Linked DNA regions of Mus musculus: region 1 is linked to region 2. The links are chromatin contacts, called in public HiChIP or PLAC-seq maps. All regions are on one chromosome and are shown on one strand. The core of a region is the stretch at or near the end of the contact, and the rest is flanking DNA. Distances in the headings are between cores, read along the strand shown.

Region 1 (2,871 bases), core at 282-2,781, 99 kb before region 2:
CTCCAAAATGACCTTATTTCCTGTTGAGAAAAAAGATATATTCACATATTCATAAATTAAATATAGGGAAAATTTCCCAATCCACCTTGAAAAGCTCAGACCACATAAGTAAAGATCAATAAATCCATATTTCTAATTAGTGTTTTTTTTCAACTTGACAAAAACCTCAACATATCTAGGAAGAAGGAATCATAATTGAGAAAATGCCTCCATAAAACTGGGATTTCTGCAAGTCTGTGAGACTATTTTTTTGTTAACGATTGATGTAGGAGAGACAAGGACAACATAGACAGTGGCACCACTGAACAGGTGGCCCTGGGGTGACCAAGAAAGCAAGCTGGCCAAATATTAAAGACAAAGACAATAAGCAGCATTCTTTCATGATCTCTGCTTTAGTTCTTCCTCTATATTTCTTCCTTGAGTCCCTACCTTGATATGGATCCTATGATCGGCACATATACACTGAAGTAAACCCCTCCTCAAGTTGATTTTGGTCAGCATCTGTTATAAGAGTAATGCAAATCAAAGATATCTATCAACAGTAACAGTTGTTGTTATTATTATTATTATTATTATTATTATTATTATTATTATAACAGTATTGTCTGTGAACAAACAATACTGTAGCAATGAAAAAAACCAGAATACACATCTAGAAAATAGACACAGAACTTTCAAGCTTCCATTTGCAAAGACTTAAGAGAAAGAGCCTTACCCTATGTCAAGAAAAAGTCAGCAATGTATACAATCAAAACTTTCCAAAAATGTTGAAAGGTCATCAATCAATCTGAATCTAGAAAACACATTGGACCAAGAATGAGGAGAAGAATGCCAGGCCACACACTGGTAGTAAAAACTCAGTCAGAATGTTTGATGAATTACTAATAGTCAGTTCAGAGGTAGCATCAGATATACAAGACCCACAAGTCAAGGGTTGTCTAGACTCATTAATAGATTCTCTGTCTTAGGCATCACTCAGGTACTTATAAAAAAAAACACCACAGAGCTGAGTGGGTGTCTAGAGACTGCACCTCTTTGTGACACATACCCATGGGAGGAAGAGCAGTCATCTCAGAAAAAGAACATAGCACTACCCTCATCACATCCAAACAGTGCAGAAATAACAGGTCCGTCCATGATGCTACACACCTAGACCCATTGCAATTATGTAGTGGAAACAGATAAAGAGAGGGAAATCTCAGGAGACAGGGTCAGTAAGGACTTTCACATGCTTTATTACAGTGCTCCAAGATCAAAGAGCTTACTATGTGGTGTGGGCTCTAAGGTGTGGGCTCTAAGAAGATAGTAGAGGACATTCCTACCTGACTCCTACCCCCACCTCAACAGACTACCGAGTGCTAATGATACTTGCACACCACTAGTAGAGACACGACAGCATTGAACAGTGAACTTCTCTCCCAGCAAAAGCCTAAAGTTGAGAGCAGAGAGCAAAGTTTCCATTCATTCAGCCCTCCCTCTACTAAGTAATAGCAACACCAAAGGAACATGCAGTTAGTTCAGTTATGCACTGAGGGTTGTCATAGAAACTATACCAAAGCCCTGCTAAGCTACTTACTAGACTGATTCCACCTCCTCTGTACAAACAGTAAAGGCTTAGAAGTAAAACTGGGATGTCTACCTCTAGTCATGAACACTCTTTTGCTGAGACTCAACTGTTCTACATAGCACACAGATAAGGAAGAAGAGGTAAATGAACAAGGAAAAGTAGGAGGAGCAGGGAAAGGAGCAGGAGAAAAACGAGGAAGAAAGGAGGAGGAAGAGGATGGGAAGAACAAGGGGAAGAGCAGAAGAAGCAGGGAGGGGGAGCTAAAACAAGAAAATTATTTTAAGAAAAAAATGTAGGAATGTCATCTAAAAAGTCAGATCTAGACAGTACACAAATGCTGAAACGATCAAAAACCAAATCAAAAGAGATAATTCTGAGGCTATAGCAGAAAATTCTACACAACTACATGAGAAATGTTAGCAAAGACAGAAACAGCAAAACAAATAAAGTTAATATTAAGAATGTAAAATACACTGAGTAGCACAATGAAGACTGTTTCTGGCAGACTGATGTATAACTGTGTCATAACCTACAAACTAGGAAACCAGAACATAGGTCAGTAGAATCCACCCAAACAGAGTCATGGAAAGCAAAGAGACTGGTGACATGTGGGTGACAACACCAAGCACATTCTATCTCTCAGGGGAGAGAATGGAGCAAATATTTGAGGCAGTACTGACTGAGATTGCTCCAAAAATGATTAAAGGCATTGACACACATATCCAAGCTCAGCAAACATTATAAAAGATAATAGACCCCTATACACCAGTAGGCATATCTCTCTCTCTCTCTCTCTCTCTCTCTCTCTCTCTTCTCTCTCTCTATGTCTCTCTATCTTTCTCTGTATCTCTCTGTCTCTCTGTCTCTGTCTCTCTGTCACACACACACACACACACAGTATAAGTCTTATTCATAGCATTGAACACCAATCACAGGGAAAATCCAAGCAAAAGAAAACAAGTTGAGAAACACAATGGCTTCACGCTAGAAGCTATGCATTACAGAAAAAAACAAATGGTGTCTTCTGTGTTCTGAAATTAGAAAACCCATCAACCCAGCATTCTACACAAGGAGGAAGCAACTGCTAAGTGCTGTTGTGTGCTAACAGCTCTTATCCAGAAATAATGAATGACAACCTCATTATCAGCATTTCAAAAAACCTTAAGAGAAGTTCTTCAAGCATAACAGACACATGCAGGTCTATGAAATAAATGAGCAGCTCCAGGATGGCACAAAGAAAATAGAAGTTAACTTCATTTCCTCTTGCTTCTAATAAGGACAAAAGATAATTGCCTAAGGCAGAT
Region 2 (2,778 bases), core at 62-2,561:
TGTTTGCCAGGTACCAGCATAGCCTCACAAGAGACAGCTATATCAGAGTCCTTTCAGCAAAATCTTGCTGGCATATTGCAATGGTGTCTGCTTTTGGAGGCTGATTATGGGTCTCTAGCTGCATATGTAGCAGAAGATGGCCTAGTCAGCCATCATTGGGAAGAGAGGTCCCTTGGTCTTGAAAACTTTATATTCCCCAGTACAGGGGAACACCAGGGCCAAGAAATGGGAGTGGGTGGGTAGGGGAGGGTGGTATGGGGGACTTTCAGGATAGCATTTGAAATGCAAATGAATAAAATACCTAATAAAAATGGAATGAAAAAGAGAGAGATAGCTGCTGCCCACTTTGGCTCTAAGGAAAAAGAGTCATGGGACATAGAGAGTCTTGGTAACTCTCCTCTCTATAAAAGTCTATGAAAATTCCCTCAATAAACATGTTTTTTCCAAAGTACATAATATACTAGCTCACCTATAATTTTGAAAATATATTATTTTGCTTCCATAGTTGCTCCTTTATCTAAAAATTTATTGTATCTACTCCAAAACTCAGCCAAAATAATAAATCTTTCTGCCCAACCCTAGGAATGACTCAGTACATAAATAATATTATATGTGGCTTTGGATGTATGAAACTTCATCTTCCTTGATTTTGTTTTTCTATGTAAGGCATAAAATGAAACTTAACATACAATATAATAAATAGTTTGTTTTGAGTAAGAATATTTTTTTCAAAACCAATAATTCTGTCCTTACCTTTCATAAGTTTTAATTTTTGTTGTTTTTCATGAAATTTGGAAGGCTAACTTTATATTACATTTGTGTTCCTATCTGTTGTCAGGCAATCTAAGCTTTGTTGTTGCCACAGACAGCAGACGGGCAAGCATTATTTATCCACTGACTTTGAAATGAGCAATGGCTTGACTTCAAACATTTATTTTATTGGCCAAGTACCTCAGGGTAGGGCCTTTCCTCATTTGTTGTTTGCATATACATTCTCTGGTGATGTTAAGGAAGCAAAAGGTCTAAGTCAAATGTTATTCTTAGAATCAAAACTCATGTTCATAATATGTGTGGCTGGCATTCAATACTTAGTGTCTTACATTACATGACACTGAAACAAAAAAATTTACGTACTTAAAATAATCTATTTACACCTTTGTTAACTGATCTAAATGTTAGCAACCATTATCAGATAGCTAGATATGCAGTTTTATTGAAACCAAGTTACTGCTTATTCTAGCTTCAACTGTCAACTTCACACACACTTGATTTCTCAGAAGGGAAACACAGCTGGGGAATTCCCTAGACCAAATTGGCCTGTAACCATGTGGGTGGGGGATTGTCTTGATTTCTAACTGGCAATGGAGAGCTCAGCCCTCTGTGGGTGTTATAATTTTTTGGACAGGAGGTCCTGAGCTGTATGAGGAAGCCAGCTGAGGATGAGCCTCCATGAGTCAAGAAGCACCTTTCCCCTGGAGTTTCTGCTGTACTCACTTGGATGCGCTTTAGTTACCTAGTCCAGAGAAACACTGCATAAAATAGAAAGTAGGCTTGACTTTGATTTCCTGCCTGGACTTCCAGCAGTGATGGACTATGACCTGACAACATAAATCAAATAGAAGCTTTTACCTACTAAGTTACTTTTGGTCAAAGTGCCTTATCCCAGCTACAGAAATGAGATAGACCCTGTTTTAATGTGCAATTTAAAGTTGTGGTCATTGGCCTTTGCCCAAAATTGAAATGACTCTTTAGAAGCATGAGAATGTTGCTGCTAGTTGAGTTTGATTATGCTTATCAGCAAAAAGTGGAAAGATAATTGAACTGCATTTATAACACACACACACATACACACACAAGCACACAGACAAACATACACACACACACACACACACACACACACGGCCTTGGACATCCACTTTGAGCATATCCAGACTCCCCTCAGCACACTATGTATTTGTTCTGTGATGTGATTTGTTCTGTTCCACTTGTAGTCCCCACATTTTATACAGATTTACTGTAGGGTTGTGCTAAAATGCATGCACTTAACAACTGTGATCAACTTTTAACAAGTAGTGACTACTCACATTGGGTATGTCTCCTGCTCTGTTTCCTCACACACTGATTTTGTCTTGTAACCAGGGACCACTGAACAGTTGCATAGAGGTTGTGTTATAATGTAAGTGACAACATTGCCATGTTGGCTAATATTTTTAAAGTTTTAAAAGAAGTGATCAAGTCAATAACACTTAAATATCAGGACAATGAGTGTAGTCCATAGATTGTGCAGGAAAATGCAAGTAGTAAATTTTGACTAAAATTGGCGAGTTCTGAGTCATCACTGGTTCTGAAGGTGATGGCAATGGGCAGTGGGAGAAATAGGTTCTTATTGCAATGAGAGAGTGGAGTGATAGGGTCCTTAAAGGAAGTCCAGCATACTCACCTTGTACAGAGACTGGAGAACTACATACAAGATGTTGCTCTCATGAACAATGGAAAAAATTACCAGTGGAAAGAAGAGAGAAGCAGGCATGGGGGAGAATGCCTACCAAGCCTTAGCAACTAGCTATTAGCTGAAAATGCAGGAGGAAATTAAAGCAGCTCTCTAATTGAAGAATTGTTTCCAAATAGCTTCAAAATCACTCCAAATAAATACTTCAAATTATTTCATAATTTACCAATAAAATTTGAAGAAAATAGTATAAAACTGAATTGGGTACAAGTTTAAGATGGAACCATTCTTTTAAAAAAATGTATCATTTTTATGACCTTCTATCAACT

Evidence for each region. HiChIP or PLAC-seq counts read pairs in DNA pulled down with a chosen protein or histone mark.
Region 1: a BATF HiChIP or PLAC-seq map of CD8 T cells shows a contact between it and region 2, with 11 read pairs. The contact joins two enhancer-like sites. A contact is called at or near these places in 1 of 15 datasets of contacts at CTCF or cohesin (CD8 T cells), 3 of 484 Hi-C or Micro-C datasets (cortical neurons and regulatory T cells), 2 of 115 datasets of contacts at active chromatin or transcription factors (CD8 T cells and Th2 cells) and 2 of 9 other capture datasets (adipose tissue and liver).

What each region holds. Positions count from the first base shown.
Region 1 is chr8:81,734,476-81,737,346 of GRCm38.p6, reverse strand. All of the region lies in intron 3 of Inpp4b (inositol polyphosphate-4-phosphatase, type II), which reads right to left. Among named protein-coding and RNA genes, the nearest start is that of Gm51582, 390 kb to the right of the region's middle. Within about 2 kb of position 1,531, at least 18 of the 459 cell types and tissues checked have an H3K27ac peak or open chromatin away from gene starts, as enhancers often do. A contact at or near this core is called in CD8 T cells, Th2 cells and regulatory T cells, where this site is marked.
Region 2 is chr8:81,634,919-81,637,696 of GRCm38.p6, reverse strand. All of the region lies in intron 2 of Inpp4b (inositol polyphosphate-4-phosphatase, type II), which reads right to left. Among named protein-coding and RNA genes, the nearest start is that of Gm51582, 290 kb to the right of the region's middle. Within about 2 kb of position 1,311, at least 33 of the 459 cell types and tissues checked have an H3K27ac peak or open chromatin away from gene starts, as enhancers often do. A contact at or near this core is called in CD8 T cells, Th2 cells and regulatory T cells, where this site is marked.